Regions from separate parts of the Sus scrofa genome. Here region 1 is linked to region 2. Evidence: chromatin contacts called from public Hi-C data. All regions are on one chromosome and are shown on one strand. The core of a region is the stretch at or near the end of the contact, and the rest is flanking DNA. Distances in the headings are between cores, read along the strand shown.

Region 1 (6,688 bases), core at 852-3,351, 45 kb before region 2:
AATCCCAGAGCATCCAAGGTGGGGGAGAGTGGGAAGAACCCCAAGAGAGATCTCATCCCAGCCAGCCAGCCACCTCCACCGGCTTACACCTCCTCTATACACTGCGGGGCATCTGGACCTGCTCTGCCTGCACCCCATTCTGGGCAGCTCACTCGACTAGAAGAGCCACTTCTCCGTGATCTGGGGGAGACTGAGGTGACGCAGCCTGGTCACACTGTGCCCCACTGGGCTCTGTCTCCATGCCAAGCCAAGCTGCTTGACTTAAAGAAAGAAGTTCTGTGTGGAGAACTTCTACTCAAGGGTAAAATAACTAGGGGCAGGAGGGGTGCAGGAAAAAGGAAACGAAGGTTTCATAGAAGCAAGTCTCAAAAAAGCCAAAGCAGGAGTTCCTTCTGTGGCCCAACGGGATCAGCAACAACTTGGGAGCAATGGGACACAGGATCAACCTCTCGCCTGGCACAGTGGGTTAAGGATCTGATGTTGCTGCAGCTTCGACTTAGGTAGCAAGTGCAGCTTGGATCTGATCCCTGGCCTGGAACTCCACATGCCGCGGGGCGGCCAAAAAAAAAAAGACAAAGCAATGTTCTTTTCACCGTGGCTACCTCTGAGGCCCCAGCTTTTACAGGTGTGCACAGGATACCAGACAGGAAGCAAGAGCTGTCCTCCACTTCCTCACACCTTCTCTAAGTGCCTGGAACTTCCTCTTGTTTGGTGGCACAAGGAAAGTAATCTTAAAATTACTTTCTAAGGACATCTGGCAAAATCTGGAGGAATTTTCAATGTCAAAGCTTGGGGGTTCTATTTTGATGCTGAAAATGTGTCTTGGCTCAGCAGTAACAAACGCGACTAGTATCCACAAAGACTCAGGTTCGACCCCTGGCTTCACTCAGTGGGTTAAGGATCCAGTGTTGCCATGAGCTTTGCCATGAGCTGTGGTATACGTTGCAAATGTGGCTCAGATGTGGCGTTGCTATAGCTGTAGTGTAGGCCAACAGCTATAGCTCTAATTCAACCCTTAGCCTGGGAACTTCCATAAGCCTCAGGTTCGGCCCTAAAAAAAAAAGCAAAAAGAAAAATTGGAGAAGGGGTGCTACTGGAGTCTAGTGAGTAGAGGCCTTAGGTTCTGCTAAACATTCACAGTGCATGGGGACAGGCTCCCTTCTCCGTCCCCACCCAAAGAATGGTCTGGGAGTTCCCATTGTGGCTCAGCAGGTTAAGAATCTGACTAATATCCAAGAGAAAGCAGGTTTGATCCCTGGTCCTACTCAGCAGGTTAAAGAATCCTGTGTTGCCAAGAGTTGTGGTGTGGGTCACAGAAGCAGCTTGGATCTGGTGTTGCTGTGGCTGTGGGGTAGGGCAGCAGCTGCAGCTCCGATTTGACGACTAGCCTGGGAACCTTCATATGCCTCAGGTGTGGCCCTTAAAAAAAAAAAAAAAAAAAAAAAAAAGAATGATCTGGTTATGTCAATAGTGCCAAGATTAAGAAACCCTGTTCTGGAGTTCCCGTCGTGGCGCAGTGGTTAATGAATCCGACTAGGAACCATGAGGTTGCGGGTTCGGTCCCTGCCCTTGCTCAGTGGGTTAACGATCCAGGTTGCGGGTTTGGTCCCTGCCCTTGCTCAGTGGGTTAACGATCCAGGTTGCGGGTTTGGTCCCTGCTCTTGCTCAGTGGGTTAACCATCCGGCGTTGCCGTGAGCTGTGGTGTAGGTTGCAGATGTGGCTCGGATCCCGCGTTGCTGTGGCTCTGGCGTAGGCCTGTGGCTACAGCTCCGATTCGTCCCCTAGCCTGGGAACCTCCATATGCCGCAGGAGCGGCCCGAAGAAATAGCAAATAGACAAAAAAAAAAAGAAACCCTGTTCTAAAGAAACTAGGAAAGAGCAGGGGACATTGTTCTGAGGGCTGTCACACAGATCCTAGCTGGTTCTCAACTGTGGGCAACTCAGGACCCAGGCTGAGGCCAACCAACCACACAATTACCCCCCACGTGGCATCGTAGCTGATGAGAAGTACTCACTGGGTTTTGATGGTAGGGTTATAGAGGGAACATTTGGTAGAGGGACTGTTTCAGGTCCACTGATTTCCAGCAAATTCTTGTCTAGTTCCTCCTGTTCTAGTTCCTCTAATTCTGCCATGAGCTCATCCTGGTAAAAGGAAACAGAGAAGTGAGAGAGACATCCCTGGGGTCACAGCCTCTCCCGTGGTACCTCTCACCTGATGGCTCCAGGGACACACCTCCCTTCTGAGAAGGTCAGAGGGGAGATGAACTCCATCCAGGTCCCCACTCTGTGACTCAAACAACACACTTCTACTGGTGAACACAGCACACTACAGAGCAATTACTGATGGCTACATTGGCAGTCCTGCACTTGGCTATGAGCCTTTTTTGAAAAAAGCGATTGTATTTTTTTCACTCTGATTTTTTCATCTCAGAACTGGTGCACTGAGTGAACGTTCAGGACTGTCTGGTCAACTGAAATGATGCTGTCTAGTCTGTCAAACTCCAGTCAGAAAACATGAAAACCTTGGTGCTAGAGCCAAGGGTAAAGGCCACGGGCTGTTTTCTCAGCTATACCGTAGGAAGCAGAGAGCCCCAAGAGTCCGGTCCGACGGAGAGGGCCTGGCCTTCAGTGGACTCAACTCTAAGGCAGAATGAGGTACCTTCAATAGGGCCTGTAACTGTATTTTAAAAACCTAAGAGACTCCAGGTTCCAACTGCTACAGCAGAAATCGGCAGGTGGCCAAGTCCCAGACAGAACCTGGAGGCGTCAGACGTAAACATTCCTTCCTTGGTCTCACCTTTGTCTCTCATTGGAGTGGTCTGAGGGCGAATCCTGTAAACTTCTCCAGGGCACCTTCACTGCAGCGGCCCCAGCATGGAGCCCAGGGCCCCCCATGGAAAGGGGTAAGGTAAATACTTGTTGAAACCAATGCCGACCCAAAGTCTGCTGAGGGTTCCAACAAAGGTTCCTTTACTTCATGCGAACTCCCCCAAGCACTGAGACAGCCCTCAAAGTCCAGAATTAGGGAGGGTTAATGCCACGTCCTTTCTATGTTCAAGTCTGGAGGGATGACCGGCTGTAACAGCACCGCAAAGGCAGCCCAGCGATCATTTGTAAAGCTTGTGTGACCTGCAGGAAACCACTCACCTCATCAAACTCTTCTCCAAACCCTACAGGTTTTGAAATAGCTGTTGAAATCTCTTCTGCAAGTTCTTGCTGGTCAGCAATGTCCTGCATTAACTCATCAACTTTATCGATGTCCCTTTAAACGAAATGGACAAATGTCATATCAATCAGCCTGTGTAAAAGCGGTCTGTGAGGCAGGAGCAGAAACCCAGCCCCATGCAATCTGCTTCCCAGCCCCAACCCCTGAAATTACTCCCTCTGAGGAATAACTTTTTATCTTTACTGTCTTCTTCCTGCTCTTTAAAATAGAGAATCATAGATTCAAGAGGATGGGCGCCTCCTTATACATCACCTGGTCCAATAAATAAGCCTAAGGAAGTGAGGCTTATTTATTAGCAAAGTTAGGTGCCATAGTCACAGTCTCTCAGGCGAGCTAGTAAACATGTTAGATGAGACTATGGGACTCGAGCTCCTGGGCCAATAGCTCTTATTGAAGCTCAAGGGCAATGCTGCACGGGGGGAGGTCCAATCACAAATCATATGATAGAGCCACACGACCTGACAGACCTGTCCCAGCTACACCAGGCCACTTATGGCTCCTCTACCAGGCCCCAAAGGGAAAGGAAGCAATGCAGAATTATTTTCTACACACTGTCAATCACATAAACATTAATTAATCAATTAATCAATATAATACATACACATATACTTCAAAGTGTGCACAGTATTTACTGAGATGTGCTGTGTGCTACGCACCACAGAGAACATGGGAATGAAGCAAATGTGGGCCTCACTCAGGACGCTCAGTCCAATGAACCTTAGCCGATACTCCAGTTATCCTGAAAGTTACTTTTGAATGTGGAAACCCTACATTTCTAGAACAGGGATCTGCAAACTGTTTCTATAAAAGGGCCAAATAGCAAATATATATTTTTTAAATTTTATTTTATTTTTGGCCATGCCCACAGCATGTGAAAGTTCCCAGGCCAGGGACTGAGCTCACACCACAAAGCAGTGATGACACCAGGTCCTTAACCCACCAGGTCACCAGGGAACTCCCAAAAGTAATAAATTAGAATTTGTGGGCCATACAATCTCTGCCACAAAAATTTAACCCTGCTGTGTGCCACAAAAGCAGCCACAGACAATATGTATTATTGGACACAACTGTGCGTCAACAAAATTTTATTTACAAAAATCGGTGGCAGACCCACATGCTCTATTTTGGCAACTCCTGTTCTACAACACAGCTGAGTACCCAAGAGGAAGCAAAAAATGGCTCTGAGCAACCCCAAATATATGATGCTAAACTCGAGCGCTAAAACACAGAATTTTGTTCTATTTGGCAGAAGCCGTCATTTGGAGCCCAGCATCACCCTGGCCTTTGATTACAATTGTGACAAGCTTGGTTATCTGGTTTCTTAGGCCACTGTATGAGAGGTGGCCACACAAAGGAAGGAATGCTGAGGTCAAGAACACTGTCAATAGGACAGCCAAAGCCCAAGAGCAAGGCGGGGAGGCAGAAAATTCCATCAAAAACAGACTTAAGGAGTTCCCGTGGTGGCTCAGTGGTTAAAGAATCTGACCAGGAACCATGAGGTTGCAGGTTCAATCCCTGCCCTTGCTCAGTGGGTTAACGATCCGGCGTTGCCGTGAGCTGTGGTGTAGGTCGCAGACGTGGCTAGGATCCCGCGTTGCTGTGACTCTGGTGTAGGCCGGCGGCTATAGCTCTGATTAGACCCCTAGCCTGGGAACCTCCATATGCCATGGGAGTGGCCCAAGACAATGGCAAAAAGACAAAAAAAACAAAAACAAACAGACTTAAAAAGAGAGAGCTAAAGCCCTCGATTATACCATACTTTTCAGGGCCCCTGACAGCATCAGGAGAGAGTCACAGACATTGATTTTAATCTCAGTTCGAACCAAGATCACATATAACCCAGGGCAAGTCTCTCCCCACTTTGACGATCAGAGGCCTCGGTGAGAGAACCTTCTAAGGACCTTTCCAGCTTGAAACTGTGCTCATCCCATCAACACTGAGTTACTCAGAAAACACTGTTTCATTCCACAAGATCTGCTTCTGAGGAGAGCAGGGCACATAATCCGTTTTAGGAGTTCCAGAAAGAATGGAAATTAAAACAAACTCAGGTGCTTGAGTGGATAGGTCAAGGGGTCTGCCCAGGGCCATGGGCCAGGCCTGAGACCTTCCACGGCCGGCACTGCCCTGCAGGTGGGTGCCCCCCTCCACCAGCGGGTGGCCACGTACATGTTGTCGTGGGCGGCCTTCATGGCCTTGGCGGCATAGCCCATGTTCTTGAGCACCTCGGTGTTGGTGTTGGCGTTCTCCAGGGCCTCTCGCTGGAACTCGATGGTTGACAGCGTGCCGTCAATCTGCGCCAGCTGCTTTTCATACCGCTTCTTGCGCTTCAGGGCCTGGAGGGCCGCTGCACGGGGAAGAAACAGGGTTTCAGAGAGCCCAGACATGGGGCAGTGTCCTGGAGTTCACTGAGCCTGCTCCCAACTGTGATGCGGGCACTTCAGTTACTGCTTCCACTCAAACAGAGGGTTAATAATCTCTCCTACACAAAGAACATATTCAGTTTTCTAAGAAAACCATACAAAACTCAACATACTTCAAAACACAGCCAGGCACACAAGCAAAAAGTTCACACTCTACGGTAACACCACACACACACACACACACACACACACACACCCCCAGATCAAAGATGGAGGGGCACCTAGAAAAAGTATGTGCTTTAAAGTCCAGCTGCCTTAGGTTCAAGACCCGGCTTGTAGCCTTATCAGCAAGCTACTTAGCCTCCCTGACAGATTCACTGTGAGGAGTGAATGAGGTAACGTATAGAAATACCCAGCCCAACATTAAACATAGTGCACACCCAAAAATCTAGCAGCTCTAATGATTATAAAGCAGCTTTAAAGCATCATTTTATGTCAACTAAAATACAAATAATAAATAATGACTAGAGCAATGATTACCGGGTCATCTGGGGTTAAAACGCCATCTCGCACTCAGCAGACAACTGTAAATGTTATAATGCTTCTGAAAAGTAACCTGGCAACACACAACAATGGTTATAGTGTTGTTCCTGACCTCTGATCCAGTCATTTCTTTCTGGAAACTTATTCCACAAAAGCAAAAAGCCCCATGCTTGAAGGTGGTAACTAACTGAAATAAGGGCAGAATTCCCTGTCAGGGACTGATCTAGAGTCTGACTATTCGGCAAATCAATGCCATCATCTATCTCAGCCTCCTAGTGAGTCAAGGGTGTAGAGATCATTTTGTTTTAAGGTCCAGTCAGGCCAGCAATTTGACCAAGGTGAACTGGTCGCAAAGCAAGGGCCAAAACAGTATCTCCCTATTTAAAACCCATGCTTCCCTGCCCTTACTATTTTAGTTCCCCTCTTTATACCAACAAGTATCTTTAGCATACATCTCCTTTTTTTTTTTTTTTTTTTTTTTTTGCTTTTTAGGGCCACAGCTGTGGCATGTGGAAGTTCCCAGGCTAGGTGTTGAATCGGAGCTGTGGCTGATGGCCT
Region 2 (6,376 bases), core at 2,076-4,575:
GTCTTCTCAGACAAACTCAAGTAGACTGCTTTCCAAAAAGTTATTACAACTGAGAATGGTCCTCCACAGTCTGCTGGCAGCCTCTCAAAAAGCCTCTTGAAAGCCAATTCAATCACCTCTAGAACTGCAGAAACAAAATTAGCTCCAGACCAAAAATTCCAGAGGGAGACCTGCCCTCTCAGATGGGAGATGATGTAAACGGATGCCCTCCTCCACCCTGCAATGGGCAAAGCACTCCCTAAACGCAGACTGGTCAAAACACTGCCTCTAATTACCGTGAACAACAGAGGATCCCGAATGGGAAGAGTCATCAAAGAAAAACGCTGGAGACAGCAAAATCTAACCCTGCTCTCCAGCTCCAGAGCCCCAACTGGAGTCCAGGCCACAAACGTGTGGCTGCAACCATCCTGACTGGTCTCCAGGCTCCCACTCTGATCCCATAGGTCTACTTCCCAAAGAGAGGCCAGGTGGTGTTTTTTATGTCAATGATTAAGATGACTTTCCACACACTTGGAATAAAATCTAAACTCTTTACCAGGAAGTTCAAGGTCCACTCCACACCCACTTATTTTATACTACTCTCCTCTTCAATCACTACATCCCAGAAACAGAGGTTTTCTGTTTTCTTAAAACAGGCCAACTTCTGGGCCTTTTCCCATGCTGTCTGCTTGCCTGAAACAATTCTTCCCTAGATTTTACCAGAGCTGGTAACTTGATGTTTTGAAAGAGGACTTCCCCAATCACTCTATTTTATTTTATTTTTGTTTCTAGGGCCCCACCTGTGGCATATGGAGGTTCCCAGGCTAGCGTTTGAATTGGAGCTGCAGCTGCTGGCCTATACCACAGCCACAGGAACACAGGACCCAAGCCGAGTCTGTGACCTACACCACAGCTCAAGGCAACGCCAGATCCTTAACCCACTGATCAAACCTGCATCCTTTTGGATGTTAGTCAGATTAACCACTGAGCCACGATGGGAACTCCCACTCTATTTTATTTTTATATATATTTTTTTGTCTTTTTCTTTTTTTTTTTTTTTTTTTTTTTTTTTTGGCTTTTCTAGGGCTGCTCCCGTGGCATACGGAGGTTCCTAGGCTAGGGGTCTAATCAGAGCTGTAGCCACCGGCCTAAGCCAGAGACACAGCAACGCCAGATCCGAGCCGAGTCTGTGACCTACACCATAGCTCACAGCAACACCAGATCCTTAACCCACTGAGCAAGGCCAGGGATCGAACCTGCAACCTCATGGTTCCTAGTCAGATTCGTTAACCACTGAGCCACGAACGGGAACTCCCCAACCACTCTATTTTTATTTTATTTTATTATTATTATTATTATTATTTTTTTTTTTTTTGTCTTTTTGCTATTTCTTTGGGCCGCTTCTGCGGCATATGGAGGTTCCCAGGCTATGGGTCGAATCGGAGCTGTAGCCACCGGCCTACGCCAGAGCCACAGCAACGAGGGATCCGAGCCGCGTCTGCAACCTACACCACAGCTCATGGCAACGCCAGATCGTTAACCCACTGAGCAAGGGCAGGGACCGAACCCGAAACCTCATGGTTCCTAGTCGGATTCGTTAACCACTGCGCCACGACGAGAACTCCCTAACCACTCTATTTTAAAGTGGCACCCCTTTCCACCCCATCACTCGCCATCAGATTTTTTTTTTTTTTTTTGAGCACTTTTCACCACTAGGCAGTATTTTTTTCATTCATTTTCCTGTCTTCTCCCTCATTAGGGTGGAAGCTGTGTTTTGTTCACTTAGTGCATGCAGTAAGCCCCCGAAAGAACTTCCAGAGTATCCACTGACTATCAACAAAAGAGCATCCTCAGGATGGATTATTATTTTGTTCTTCTGTTAGAATGAAGAAAGCATCAATTTAACTCCTACTATGTGCTGGGCACTGTAAATCCATGATTTTCCTTTCGAGGGTAAATTCACTACCTCAAGGTCACACAGCCTGTAACTTGCAGACTTCTGAGTTACCTACTTGTTTGTATAGCTCCTAAACCCCTCTCACTTTCCCCCTCCTCAGGGGGAGGGTTGTCATGTTATGGTTCACTCTCACATTGCCGTAACAACGAGAAAAATCAAATATTTCTAAACTGCTTTATCGTTATTAACACTTTTTCACCTAAGAATACAAAGCACTTGCCCAGAAAGCCATACAACAGGAAGTGCCTCAGAGTTCCTTATCCCCGCCCTCAATCACAGAAGTAGGGACTGGGGGAGGAGTCGGGGCCAACGGAGGAATGGAATCCTTATTTCTGGTACACCGGGATCAGGAAGCCGTGAGTCACCGCGTGAAGGCTTGCGCTACGTGAAACTCTGATAAAACCTGGTTATGAGGAAACCAGAGGTGAATCACAGAGCTGGAAGGCACTTTAGGCCCCATGGAGGTCAAACCCTGGCTGATGGATGGGAGAAATGAACCTCAAGAGGAAAAGTAACTTGCTCAAGTTCATTCAGCAAGTGAACAGGGGACCTCCTCTCCTCCCAGTTCCTTTTTCTCTCCATTCAGGAGGCTTCTAAAGGAGAATTCTGAGTCAGGGGGATGGGGAGAGAGGCCAGGGACAGCTCATGGATTCCCCAGAGGGGTTGGCAGAGGGTAGGAGTGGGACAGGAAGGACACAAGTGTTAGAATGGAGGGCAGAAAGGAGACAAGAAGGAGGCGGCGGCAGTATCTGGGAAGCTGGGTGAGGACAGACCAGAGGGAGGGGGAAATGTGGAGGAGAAAGGAACAGAGTGAGGACGAAGGAAGTGCTGTGAAACGAGGGTCTGAAAGGGCCTGGCAGAGTGGGGAGAGCCTGGGAGAAGAGGGCTGGAATGACAGTCTAATGAAGAAGTCCAGGGGGCGACACTGAAGGGAGTCTGACCGGGTAAGAGGTCCAGGATCCGAGCAAACACTAGCGCGAGTCTGGCGAAGGTGGAGTCCAGGCCAGGGAAGTCTGAGGGGGCCGGGCCAACTCACCGCGCTTGTTTTTAGTGCCGTGCTTCTTGGCGGCCGTCAGTTCCTGTTCGATCTTCTTCTCCAGGAATTCCTGTTTCTTACTTAGCATCTCCTCTGTGTCCCGCAGTCTCTGGATGGCCTCCTGGGGGGTCGGGCCGCCCTTGCCGGCCTTACCCCCTCCAGCCCCGAACAGCTTCCCAAACACCGACATGGTTGCTGCTCGCCGCGCCGGCCTGCGCCGCCCGCTTCGGCTCGGCTCGGCTCGGTTCCGGCGCCTGCTCCCAGCCCTGCTGCTCCCTGCCGCCGCAGGCCTCTTCGCCACCTCCGCCCCGCAGCTGGGCCCGGCCGAGCCACCTCCCACAGGCCCCCACGCCCGGCCCGGCCGGCGTCAGGGAAACACGCCGTGGACTACAACTCCCGAAGGGCAACGCGCGGGCCATGCCTCAAATTTAATGGAAGGAGGTGCGCTGCATGCTGGGAGACTGTAGTCTTCCGGCTTCAGGAGCTCTACGACGCATTTTTTTGGTCTAGCTAGAGTCAAAGGGCGAGATGGCATGCTGGGAAATGTAGTCTTCTTGGAACCAGCTCTGTAGAGGTAGAACAGGAAATGAGTAGTTTATAAAACAGTAATTAACGTTATGCACATTCTGTGATCCAGGCATTGTGAAAAATGCTTTACATTCATTATTACATTAAATTCTCACACGCCTATGAGAGATAATACTGTTAATTTTGTAGGTGAGTAACCAAGACTCAGAAATTGAGGGACTGATTAGCTTAACTTAGACGTATCTTCGCATATGCTGTTCCTCTACCTGCAGTGCCTTTCTACTCTTTATTCACCTAACAGGTTCTTCGAAACCTAGTAGAGGCTTAAGGCAAAGCTAGACTGCAAATGTTCAAAACTCACCTTGAATACTTACTTAGGCGCGTTACTTGCCCTATTCTCCGTACTTGCCTTTTCAAAACTGTAAACTGGAGATAACAACAGGACCACCTACAAGCCTGTGTGAGATAGGAATGTCAAGTGCTTATTTGGCATAGGCCTGGGTCATCATTATGCACAACAGCAATTAAACCAGGAGAAGACTCAAAACTTTCTTTTTTTCTTTTTTTTTTTTTTTTTTTTTTTTTTTTTTTTTGTCTTTTTTTGTCTTTCTAGGGCCTCACCCGAGGCACATGTAGGTTCCTAGGCTAGTGGTAGATTCGGAGCAGCAGCTGCCAGCCTAAACCACAGCCACAGCAATGCCAGGTCCCAGCCATGTCTGCGACCTACACCACAGCTCGAGGCAACGCTAGATCCTTAACCCACTGAGTGAGGCCAGGGATCAGACCCGCGTCCTCATGGATACTAGTCAGATTCGTTTCTGCTGAGTCACGACAGGAACTCCAGAATTTTCAAAAGTAGCAGAGGTATTTAGGATTTTCATGTGTATGTAGCTGCATTACACGACATTGTTTTTCCTTGTCTATTGCTGTCAAGAATCACTTCTCCATCCATTAGCAATGAGGCTGTAATAGCCAATACTTCCCCCAAGCCCACCAATCTAATTTGCCACTTCCAATCTTTTGCATATGTTAGTCTTGTATGAAAACAAAAAGTAAACCTGTTCTGAGTGACGATGTGAAGTGCTCTTCAATGAAGAAAATCATGGCTTCTTTTTTATTCCTTCCTGGACTCTCTTGCTTAGAAACAGTTTCAAATAAATGAGCCTAACTGAACTTTTCCTCTGTTATTTCACATAACCGAGTCTTGTCTCTTCCCTAGATTATTATCTACATGAAGACAAAAACATGCCTCAGATATTGTCATTGTTGTTGGAATCTGCCACAACACCTGCCTGCACAGACAGGTAACCATTCCCAGGGGATGGGAGAATCCACTTCACCCAACTTTCCAGTTGGAAGAAATTATGTGAGAGACGTGCTAGAACTGTCAAGAATTCACATCAGCATAAATTATGACACATAAGTCACACTTGTGTTTGTTTTATAAATGAGACATTGCAATGTTTTATCAAAATGAAAAATAAAACCAAGGAGGCTTCCATCAAATCATCTCATGGATACAGCACCTCTTCCACATCTAAGTAATCTGCCCCTCCACTCTTACCTAAGTCATGCTGCAGCCAGGAACACTTGCCGGGTTTGGGCCGTGCCCCAAAGAATATACGAACTGGCAGATTCCCTCACAACCAGTCTTGTATTGATGTGGAGTAAACCATGGATGATAGCAGAGCCCCTCATGCCATAACTCTGGGAGGCCAGAAAAACATCTTCGGGATATAATAGCAGACACTCAGATTTAATCTTGAGTATCAACCCCAATCAGTTGGTGTGGGTCACTTAGATTATTGGGTTGAGAAGAATTCTGAGTTCTCACCAGGACATCTTGTAAAAGTGTGCTGAGATCAATTCATGATGTCTGCCTAGCGTGAGGGGTAGGAGATGGTGACCCACGGGCAAGGCAGCTGCCATCCTGGCTGAGGATTCGGCTGCTTTGGTGGGGATTCACAGGGTGTGTTGGCTCAACACTGGAGAGCCCTAGGCTTCCTTGACCTTCATTTTTCTGGTTTCTTGGGAAAATACACAGACTGGTGTTAGCTCATTAAAAAGCTCTGTGAGGAGTTCCCATTGTGGCTCAGTGGTAACAAACCCAGCTAGTATCCATGAGGACACAGGTTCAATCCCTGGCCCATGCTTTTTGGGTTAAGGCTCCAGCATTGCCGTGAGCTGCAGTGTAAGTCCCAGACACAGTTCAGATCTGACTTTGCTGTAGCTATGGTATAGGCCAGCACCTGCAGCTCCAATTCAACCCCCACCCCCACCTCAGCCTGGGAATTTCCATAGGCCCTCAAAAAAAAGCTCTGTGAAAAGAATGAGCTACCGTTACCTGGAAGGCAGCTATGCTAGCCACTATACCACCAGTGCTTCTAGCTACCATTACCTGCATCAGGGTGGATGACACACAGATGTTATATGGAGTGAAAGAAATCAGACACAAAAACCTGTACGATTCTATTTATACAAAGTTGAAAAACAGGCAAAACTAATTTATAGTCTATGGTGATAAGAGTCACAATAGAAGTTACCTTCTAGGGTAATACAGACCAGGCAGAATGACCATTGTAGGGTGCTGACATGTTCTATGTCAAGATCCAGGGATGTTAACATAGGTGTAAACAAATTTATATGTTTATACTTAAGATCAGTGCTCTTTACATACATATGTGCTTAACTAAACACATTATATTGCAATTTAAAAACATCTCCTGGGGAGTTCCCGCCGTGGCTCAGCAGTTAACAAACCCAACTAGCATCCATGAGGATGTGGGTTTGATCCCTAGCCTTGCTCACCTGGTCCGTGGGCTCCCGAGATTCATACTCACAACATGGGGATCCTGCGTTGCCGTGAGCTGTGGTGT

The links. A called contact is a pair of places that touch in the nucleus more often than the background predicts.
Region 1: a contact with region 2 is called in a Hi-C map of alveolar macrophages, with 1.8 times the contacts expected there. The contact joins the enhancer-like site here to the promoter of CHMP4B in region 2. A contact is called at or near these places in 1 of 5 promoter capture datasets (liver), 9 of 47 Hi-C or Micro-C datasets (alveolar macrophages, blood, embryonic fibroblasts and 4 more) and 1 of 2 datasets of contacts at active chromatin or transcription factors (alveolar macrophages).

Annotation. Positions count from the first base shown.
Region 1 is chr17:37,326,269-37,332,956 of Sscrofa11.1, reverse strand. It overlaps CHMP4B (charged multivesicular body protein 4b), which reads right to left. Exons shown (of 5, transcript XM_003134402.6): 2 at 5,394-5,571; 3 at 3,149-3,263; 4 at 2,017-2,143. Among named protein-coding and RNA genes, the nearest start is that of CHMP4B, 44 kb to the right of the region's middle. Within about 2 kb of position 2,101, at least 3 of the 83 cell types and tissues checked have an H3K27ac peak or open chromatin away from gene starts, as enhancers often do. A contact at or near this core is called in alveolar macrophages, where this site is marked.
Region 2 is chr17:37,282,371-37,288,746 of Sscrofa11.1, reverse strand. CHMP4B (charged multivesicular body protein 4b) reads right to left here and starts at 3,325. Exons shown (of 5, transcript XM_003134402.6): 1 at 2,973-3,325. The coding sequence starts at 3,162.